2 separate regions of the Gossypium hirsutum genome follow, and region 2 is linked to region 1. Evidence: chromatin contacts called from public Hi-C data. All regions are on one chromosome and are shown on one strand. The core of a region is the stretch at or near the end of the contact, and the rest is flanking DNA. Distances in the headings are between cores, read along the strand shown.

Evidence for each region. Hi-C and Micro-C count contacts between places; a contact is called where the count stands out from the background.
Region 2: a Hi-C map of leaf shows a contact between it and region 1, with 1.9 times the contacts expected there. The contact joins two enhancer-like sites. A contact is called at or near these places in 6 of 34 Hi-C or Micro-C datasets (callus and leaf).

What each region holds. Positions count from the first base shown.
Region 1 is chrA05:95,733,356-95,738,683 of Gossypium_hirsutum_v2.1, reverse strand. It overlaps the pseudogene LOC107957119. Among protein-coding and RNA genes, the nearest start is that of LOC121229556, 68 kb to the right of the region's middle. Within about 2 kb of position 3,108, at least 5 of the 9 cell types and tissues checked have an H3K27ac peak or open chromatin away from gene starts, as enhancers often do. A contact at or near this core is called in leaf, where this site is marked.
Region 2 is chrA05:95,910,179-95,915,506 of Gossypium_hirsutum_v2.1, reverse strand. No RefSeq gene overlaps it. Among protein-coding and RNA genes, the nearest start is that of LOC107957125, 4.3 kb to the left of the region's middle. Within about 2 kb of position 2,031, at least 7 of the 9 cell types and tissues checked have an H3K27ac peak or open chromatin away from gene starts, as enhancers often do. A contact at or near this core is called in leaf, where this site is marked.

The sequences.
Region 1 (5,328 bases), core at 1,859-4,358:
GTATTATTTTCATAGGAAGATCCAATAATATAAGCATGTTATCAATTTTCTTTTTCTTTCTTTATTATATTGTAAAATAATAAAATGAGAACAATTATAGAATTCTATATGTTCCGCCTGTTAATGTTATATTATTTTATAAGTTTTATTTGTTGATATATCTAAAATATTATATTATAATTAGGGGCGAAGCCAGAGTAAATTTTTAGGGGGATCGGATAAAATTTTAATTTTTTATAGTTTATATCTTTATAATTTGTAAATAATTAAATCGAATTTTTATAATTTTAAGGGGGTCAAAATATAATTTTACCTTACTAACATAAATTTTTTAAAAAAAATTTAAGAGCCAAAAAAGTTAATTTACGGGGAGCCGGCCATGCCACCCGGCTTCGCCCCTGATTATAATACTTTTATGTGTAGCATAGAATTCTATACATAGTATATTACTTATAGATATGCGTGCATGTGGAGGTTATGATAAATAAATGATGTACATGCCTGTATTTAGAAAGTGTATGGATCTTTGCTGTTTGAATCATGTAGAAAGAATTTGAAAAAGGGATAAGGATGAGGCCATGAGGGAGTTAATTTTACTGCTTTGAAGTGGGGTAAAAGACGTGGGTGAGTGGAAGTTGTAAACCTGAAAGAATGCTGGAAAACACTAAAAGCTAGCGGGAAAGACAAGGAAAAAAGGTATCAAATAAGCTATGGACCTACAACTTTAATTGATTATTAGAAAAAAAAACCTAAAACTTTAACTAAATTTCTATTTTTAGTAGATATTATTTTAGAAATGATCGTAAAACAAGATGATGATTGAACTACATCACTCGCCTAAATTGGTGTTCATCAATTTTATGTCCTCAACTAGACGATCCAAATTGCAATACGAAGACCCACCAACAGTTACACATTGTTTGGCATAGTTGGCCATTTTGGCAGCTGATTTCACAAATTCCCCCCTCTTTTCCACCATCAAATCATTCCCCATCTTCTCAACAACTTCCCTATCACACAAATCCTTCATATCTAAACCCAATCCCCACACTTTACTCACAAATCTGCTATTCAATTGTTGATCAGCAAAGTAAGGCCAACAAATCATAGGCACTCCTTCCACCACACTCTCCAATGTTGAATTCCATCCGTTGTGTCAAAAATCCACCAACGGCCTCATGAGCTAACACCTCTTCTTGTGGCGCCCAACTCACTCTGTATCCTCTTTTTTGAGTCCCTTCGATAAGCTCGATCGGTATACTGACCCCTTTATCATCTCCGCCGCCATTTTCAGGCATGTTATCGGGCCTTAGAACCCATAAAAACCGTTTCCCACTATTGACAAGCCCGAACCAGAACTCGAAAACTTGCTCCCTTGACAACACTGCAAGGCTGCCAAAACTTACATAAACAACGGATCCTTTTTGTTGCTTATCAAGCCATGACAAGCAACTTCTATCGACTTTCCGAAAATTATTCGAGGATGGACCGGAAGATGTTTGATCTGACTTGAAAAGTCTAGTCTTCAAGTGTAGATTGAGAGGTCCAATTGTGTAGATTTTGGGAAACTTAGTTCGCATATGGGATAATATTGGTCCTTCTAGGTCTTCAAAGGTGTTTAATAACAGTCCGCGGGCTTCGGAATTTTTTCTCGTTTCTTGAGCGATCTGTTGGAGAATTGAATCTTTGGTGTCGCTTGCTCGGCAAAAACTTGGAAGATCTCGACATCTAAGAAAAGCTTCCATGCCTGGAACACTTGTTATTAGTCGATCCATATCTTCATTTCCTTCCACAAACACATGTAGTTTTGTCAGAGGCCTTATTTGATATCAGAAATCACGTGTATGTCTGGAAAGTACAGATTTACAACATAGATATGTAGTTAAAAATAAAATACTAAAATATAAATAGCCAAATATATTATTATATATGTAATTTCATGTCAACTTATCATTTTTACATATTACTCATTAAAAATTTAATTAATGAATTAATGACTGTGATTTATATTAAGATTGAAATTTCAAAATTCGAAAAAATATAAAAATTTAGAATGATCCAAATAAAGAAAATAAACTAAATTGATAACTTTATGAATAGTACGAATAATTAAATTTAACCAAACGAATTTAATTATTACTGCTGAGGTAAGACTAAAATTTTATATTTTAAAAAATAAAGAGAATAAATTTGACTAGTTTAAAAAGTACAAAAACTAAATCTATAACTTTTTAGAAAGTATAAGAATTAATAGCAAAATTAAATTATATATAAAACACGGTGAGGTGGATACACACGGACTAGAAATTTTATTAAAGAAATCGACCCCTATAAATTTGAGACAAATCAAAACCGGGATTTTCTCTCATCGTAGTGTGAACCCAAACTCTAATAATTAGTGTAGAATTTTCATTTATCTTCGCTTCCAGAAGACACTGGATTCGAATTTGAAGTTTAAGAAATAGCGTCTTATGATTAATGGATGAGTTAAGTTGTTAAAAAGAAAGGAATAATACCTTTGATAGGAAGCTCCCCAGCATGGATCATATCAGGGATTGCAAAATAAGCCCAGAGACTGCAAGCACTAATGGTACGAAACTGAATGATGGGAATTCCAAGCTCATCAGCAATATCAAGTGCGAGCCCTAAGACCCCATCTCCTATAATACAATCCACTTTCGGCTTACTATTAACCAGCATTTCCTTGAAAAGTGGTTTGGTTATCAATTCCAAACCATCAAAGAGCTTCCTCACAAAATCACTGCCTACTCTGGGATGATCGTCAGGGACACCATCTAGTATGGTCTTGAATTGGAATCCCGCATATTTGGCGAAGCGGGAAAGAATATCGGTGTGACGAAGAAGTTGTTGATGGATGAAGTGGGAGTTTAGGAAGGTGACCTTGAGGCCTGCATGTGCTAATAGCTCAGCTAGCTTCAGCATGGAGTTGACATGGCCTTGTGCCGGGAGAGGGAAGATTAGTACATGAGATGATGATGTGTGTGGCTGTTGTTGTTGTTCTTGCTCCATTTTCTTTTGCAAGATTTGATTTCTTCTACTTGCTTTATGATTGAAATACGGCAATAGGAGGACCATTTGGTTTGCCATACCGAGTGGACATGGTGAATGGGAGACGTGACCGACAGGATAGTTGATAGTTACTAGAAGGATAACGTAGTGAAAAAAAATGATATTTCTTTTAAATTTTTTAAAATATAAAAATTGTAAAACTTGATAAAAAATCATAACAAAATATAGAAAATAAGATAAAAATTACAAAATAGATTATAGAAAATTATAGAAATTATTTATGACTTAAAAAGGGTAAAAAAATAGCCCACTTGGATGAAATTTAACAATTTCTCTCTGCTCATTTTCTACTCCTTGAACTTCAATTAATTTTATTTTATTTTGATAATATACAATTAAATTATTACTATCTACCTATCCATTGTAACAACATACCCACATCACAAATTTATTTTCTTCATTCACCACTTCAACATAAAAAAAAATAGACAAATTACAAAACATGGTATAATTTTAGAAAATATTTTTCCCTAAAAACATGGTATAATTCTAATAGCACCAATTAAAATGAAAAATAAGAGCTTTTTTTAAACTGTTAGAGAATGCTTAGACAAATTTGAAGGAGAGAGTTTTCCGGGTGATTATATTTACGAGCTTTGTTGCATAGTGTTAGCATATTATTAGGGTTAGAATCGAGTGAAAATATTTTAAATTAATTGAGTTCACGAGTTTTACTTTATCATCCTAACTCAATTTGAATTTTTTTCAAATCGAGTCGAGTGAAATAAAATTTGAATCGAGTCAGATCTAGCGAAATTGTTCGAGTTAAATTAAAAAAAATATATGTTAAATAAAAATATTATTATAATATAACTAATTCTATGTTAGAGCACATAAATTTGAAACCATATATATTTGAAAATTTTTCAAAGCAAAATAATAATAAAAATAAGTTACTTGAGTATGATAAATTTAAATCATTAATTAGGTCCCTACAATTGTTATTTTGCAAAATTTTTAAAATTTTAACTTTTTTATATATATTTTTAAAATGTAAATTTTGAAATTTTTATAAACATTTTGAAATTTAAAAATTATTTTGAATTATTTTGTAATTTTTGTTGAGAAAGAGACCAATTTGCTTAATTTCAAAATTGATAAGCACCAAAAGGGGGTATTTACACCAATTTGTTATTCGAATTGTAAAATTCAACTCGACTTGAGTTATTCGATTTGATTCGAATAATTCAAATAACTCGATTCGATTAACTCAAAATTTAAAAAAAAATTAATTTTTTTAAATCGAATCGAGTTTTGCTCACCCCTAACTATGACGAGGCACCATGCAAGTAGATTTGGGAGAAATTAGAGAGTTTTGAATCATTTTGTTTGATTTGATTAAAGTTTATTGAATTCAATTTATTTTTTGTTCTTAAAATGAAAAAAAATATATTTTTCATAATTTTCTATAATTTTTTTAATTTTTTATCATTTTTATAATTATTTATAATTATTATTTATGATTCTCCAGAAATTTTTATAATTTTCTATAATTATTTGTTTTTTAGTAATATCGCTAATAATTTTTATAATTTTTAGCAGTTTTTGTGATTTTTTATATTTATAATTTTTTAAATAATTTTTATAATGGTGTGTTTTCTATTATTTTTATACTTTTTAAAAAATTATTAAAAATGTATTTTTCATGTACCACATAGCGAACATACCCTAAAAAAAATAGAACCGTCACACCTTACCTATCAATCGTGTGTGGTTGTTGTTTGTTTGTTTTTGTTCTTTAGACATTTTTATTCACAATAATTGAACTTCGGATTTTTCTCTGAAAATTTTGGCTTTGGTTCTACTCGCTTTATGATTGAAATGCAAATGTTAAAATATTTTGTTAGTTGTTGTATTTGTTTAGAATTTGAGATTTAGTCTCTTTATTTTAAAAGTTATAATTTTAATTCTCCTACATTTTCAATTCAAAAATCTTAGTTCAATCTCTATCATTGTTGGTATTTTTTGTCAATAGTTGTCAATTTTATATTTTTTCTATCACATGTCATGTCATATGAGAACAACTTGAGTAAAATTTCAAGTTAGACAAATTTTGATAAAAAATACTTACAATTTTAAAGAATGAGCTGAGATTTTTAAATCAATAAAGTAGAAGGACTTAATTTTTAAATTTTTAAAAACAAAAGCTAAATATCAAATTCTGTACAACTACGATGACTAATAGTGTATTTTAACCAAATGGAAAAAAAGTGATCCTAACGGTGATGTGGATTAGTA
Region 2 (5,328 bases), core at 782-3,281, 180 kb before region 1:
TTACTTATCCAACCAGCCGCACCATTGCTTGCTACAACCCATACAAAATCACAAGTAATATATTTCAAACTCCAAACCACGTTTTCAACTGTCCCAAGACTTAACCACTTCTCACACCATGCAAAATATAACTGATAACAGCAGAGCTATGAGACAGTGGGGAAGCCAGGGCTGGTAGGAGTTTCAGCCCCTAAAATAAAAAAATAAAAAATTCATTTAGATTTTTACATTACATGAAATAAATTTTCTTTGAAAGTTGAGTGATTCTTCCAATGTTTATATTTAAAAGTCTTCAAACTTCAAGTTTGATTATTTTCAACTCCTCTTTTTAGGGATTTCATAGAGTCCAAGTCTAGTCATTGATATTTTTAAATACAAATTATTCAATGATTCCATAAGACTAATCTATCATTCTTCTCTTTTTATTTCACTTTAAATCTTTATTTTTATCTTTATCTTTAGATTCAATTAATCTTAATTGGAGTTTTAGTCAAATTCGCATTCCTAAAATCCACGTTCATCAAATACAAGGATCCAATTCACTGTTCTTTCCGACTTGATTCTCTTCTTTTAAATTTTAAATTCTAACTTTGTGGTTTCTTGTGCTACATCCTTGGCTTTTGCATCAATAGGTGGTTAAAGGCCATTTACGTGGTGATGGTGCCAAAATTCATTGGAGTTAACTTGTTGAGGAGTCGAGTAACTCAAGTAGTAGACCAGAAAAGTTCTTTTTTTTTCTCCTTCTAACAGTTGGAGATGTTTTCTATATCCTAGGACAGGTGTTCAAGACGAGAGTGTTTAGGAGTTAAAAGTCATTATCAGCCTATTGCATGTTTATAGTAAGGGTTAGGTTAATATTCGAATCGAATTATTATTATTAAATTACTTTTAATTAATAATTAAATTGAAAGTTTTTTAAATACAATCAAATCGAATATTTTAATTAATTTGGTCGGTTAACCGAATTTTATATATTTTTGTCTTTTAGTTAAAATAAGTATAAAAATATAAAAAAATTATATTACTAATGTTCATTTTCTTTTATTTAATAGTTCAAAAAACTTTAAATGAGGTGAAGACAACAAATAAGATATTAAAAATATTACAGAATTATTAAAAGTCAACAACTAAACACTACGTAAGTCTTGAAAACAATAAATATATTTCAGTTAATTGGTTAATTCGATTAATTACTGAATTTCGAACCAAATTAACCGATAATTAAATTTTTAAAAATTCATTAACCGGCTTCAACCGATTAATTAGATTTTAACCTAACTGTGAATCTTTCTGGCAGTATTCTTTTGGCCAAGTATTCATAACTATTAATGGTTTGTTTAAGTTAGGGGCGACACCACCTCCTAAACAGGAAATTTTATTTTTAATCCTTTAAATTTTTAAAATTGTACATAATAAAATTTTACTTTCAACTTCTAAAAATAATAAAATTATAATTTAATCCTTTAAAAAATTATAAAATATAAATCATTAAAATAATAAAATTATATTTTAACTCTTATAAAAATATACAACTTAATTTCAGTCTTTCCATAAAAATTTCCTACCTTCGTTAGTTCAAGTGGAGTTTGACTAAGGTGCTAAAAAGACACAATAATATTAATTTTATAGTTTTTATAATTAAAATTATAATAAAATAAGAAAATATTTGATACACTACTACAAGTAGAGTCAAGAAGTTAACAAGTATTTTATAGAGTATAATAAAATATTAAAATATAAGTATTAAAAAACACAACAATTTTCTAAGATTATTTGTAAAATAAAAAATATATACCGATAATGTACATACTAACTTATAAAATATTTTTTTTTTTGAAGAATCAACTGGGCTTTTATAAAAGACTAAATCAGAAATACATAAAAAAACAGTCACCCATATTAATGGACTGAAACCCAAAAGAAAAACAACAAATAAACTTGAAAAAACTAAAGAATCAGGCCTAACCGATCAGGAAGGCCCCCTAAACAAAACAAAATTCAAATAAATAATAAAAAAAAGGAAACCTAATTAAATGCCCCGTCAATCACCACAGTTGGATGCCATTTTCTCTTGTCTTTTCATGTCACCATTTCAGCTTTTATGATAACAGTTCCCAAACATATCTTTACTCTTCTGCTATCAATTTCTTTGAAAACCTCTCTCATCTCTTTCATCTTGACTCTTCGGTTCTCAACCTGGCTGCCTTAGTCTTCGATTCTCCCTCCAACGATGAGCATGGTCCGGATCCTCCCCCTGCAGTTAATATCCTATTCCTCTCTTCAAGGCTTCTTTGGCAAGGAAATAGGCACAATCATTTTCTGATCTAGGGATAAAATGAAACTCGATATTCTGAAAATAAACCTTTTTGCTTTGAATGTCTCTGATGAACGCTCCTATAGTCAATTTGTCCGGATCTTTTGATTGGCATTTTTTTATCACTGTTTTAGAGTCCCCCACTATTTGTAAACTGTTAAAACCCATTGAAATGGCTAACTGAATCGCTTGTAACCCGGCATCTGTTTTCGCTGCTAGCGGTGTCGGTATATCGGAGTGGATAACCGTTTTGGATACCAAGATCACACCCCTTTCATCACGGACAGCCAGACCCGAAGCAGATCTGGAGGATCCCTTGTCAAAAGCCGCATCAAATAAGACAGTTACCGTCGTGCTTCTTGCCGTGTATTCATGACCTTTATCAACATTTAAGGTAAATTTTTTCTGTTCCACTCCATGCAACTCCGAAATGTAGCTGATGACTTGATTTGAGATATCTCTGCTTGTAGAGTTCTTTCTTTCGTAAACTAGCTGATTTCTGCATGTCCAGATTGACCATAGTACGTAACAGAAGAGTCGACATTGCTCAATATTTCCTCGTCTAAAAACCCAGGTGAGCCACTCCCATATACTGTTAAGATCATAATGACATACCCAGGCGAGATTTAAATTTGACCACACATCTATTGCTGTAGGACAGTGCCGGAAGATATGGTTGCTATCTTCCTCAGGGTTATGACATTTGGGACAGATAGCTGCTACGACCACTTTTTTATTCTTGAGATTTGATAGAGTAGGAATATAGTTCCATGAAATTCTCCAGTTTGTAATTTTAATTTTCGGAGGGAGATGTAAATTCCATAATTTCCTGTAGAAATCTCTAGTCTCAGTTTGTAAATAATTATTACTAGGACCCGAATTAGCCTCTTGTAATAGTTTATAGGCACTTCTAACTGAGAATTCGCCTGATGATTCCCCCCGGCACACACTTGAAAGTCTTCATAAGTTGTCTCTGCCAGAGGGATCTACAATATTTTCTTTGCAACGTCTGCATTAAAAGTACTAATGATTAAATCTGTATTCCAAGTTCTGCTAGCTGGATCAATCAAATCTGATACTGTCTAATATTTTCATTACTAGTCCCATTCTGTAATCTGTCTATTTTAGCTCCCAATATCCATAAGTCACCCCAAACGGAAATACGTTCCCTCGTGTCAACCCTCCAACATAGTCCTTTATCCAAATACCTTTTGTTGCCCAGACACTCTTCTAGGTAAGCGAAGGTAAATTTCCTAATTGCGCATTGGAGAAATCTATATTTGGATAATACTTTGCTTTTAAAACACGATTAAGCAAAGAATTATGAAAATTAATAAGACGCTACCCTTGTTTGGCTAATAACGCAATATTAAATTTATCCAGATTTTGAAAACTTAATCCACCATCATCTTTCAAAGAGCATAAACCATTCCAAGTACACCAATGAATGCCTCTTTTATCTCGAATTTTCTGCCACCAGAATTTGGCAAAAATGCCTTCTATTTCAGCACATAGAGATTTAAGGAGTAAGAAACATGCTATACTATAGGTTGGAATGGCTTGTAGAATGGCCATTATAAATACCACTTTTCTGCCTTGAGATAGATGTTTAACACTCCAGCAATCAATTCGTTGTTTAATTCTGTCTCTCAAATTTTGAAATGCCAACTTCTTTCTTCTGCCCACCTTATTAGGAAGACCAAGATATCTTTCTGGGACATTCGAACTTCGTACTCCAAGAATCCTGAAAATTGTTGTTTTGTCCCCCTCCTAGGTATTACTACTAAAGAAAACTGTAGATTTGCCTTAGTTAACGCATTGACTAAAACAATTCTCATATTCCGGCAAAATTTGCTTCAGTGATTGAGCTCCTCTTTCTGTAGCCTCCCTAAATAGTATGCAGTCATCTGCGAATAATAAGTGTGAGACCTGCGAACCACTTTTACTTACCTTGACCCCTCTAAGTATGTTTCTTCTCATAGCCAATCACATAAGAATAGAAAGACTTCTCCCACAAATTAAGAAAAGAAACTGACTCAAAGGGTCACCTTGTCTTAATCCACTTGTAGGACAGAAGCTATCTCCTACATGACCATTGAAAAGCACCGAATAAGAAACTGTAGAGACGCACTTCATTAAAGAGTCAACCCAACCTGGATCAAAACCTATTCGTTTCATAATTTCTCCGACAAAAACCTATTCCACTCTATCCTACACTTTATTTATGTCTAGTTTTACCGCTATAAATTTTTTCCCCTTCTTCTGCTTTAAAGTGTGAAGGATTTCATAGGCCAGCAACACATTGTCTAAAATCAATCTCCCTGGTACAAACACACTCTATGCAGGATCTATGCATTTATCAATAACACTCCGAAGACGATTTACGATGACCTTAGCTATCAACTTATAAAGCACATTACATAGGATAATAGGTCTGAAATGAATAATAGTTGAAGGATTTGGTATTTTTGGTATTAAAACGATATTAGTTTTATTAATTAAACTGATATCCATACCTCCATTTAGAATTCCTAGGCAAAAGGATGTAACATCTTCCCTAATAATTGGCCAACATTTTTGGTAGAATAAAGCTGGAAGTCCATCTTCTCCTGGCGCTTTCGTTGGGCCTAATTCGGATAAGGCCTCTCGAATTTCCTCCTTTGTATATCTTTCTATAAGTCGAGAGTTATCCTCTTCGGTTATACATCAATCAATTCCTAACAAGAGATGCTCGTAGTTTCCACTCCTTCCAGCTGCAAATAGATTTTGAAAGTAAGATCTAGCAATTTCTTCTATTTCTCAAACCTCTTCTGTTTCCCTACCATTCTCATATTTCATTCTGTGAATGATATTTCTTCATCGTCGTTGTGTCGCTTGATTATGAAAAATATGGTATTTCTATCTCTAAATTGCAACCAGTTAATTCTCGCCCTTTATTCCCAATATCGCTCATCCTTCTCTATCTCAAAATTAAGTTGAATCTTCGTATCAATAAGTTCTGCCAAATTGTCATC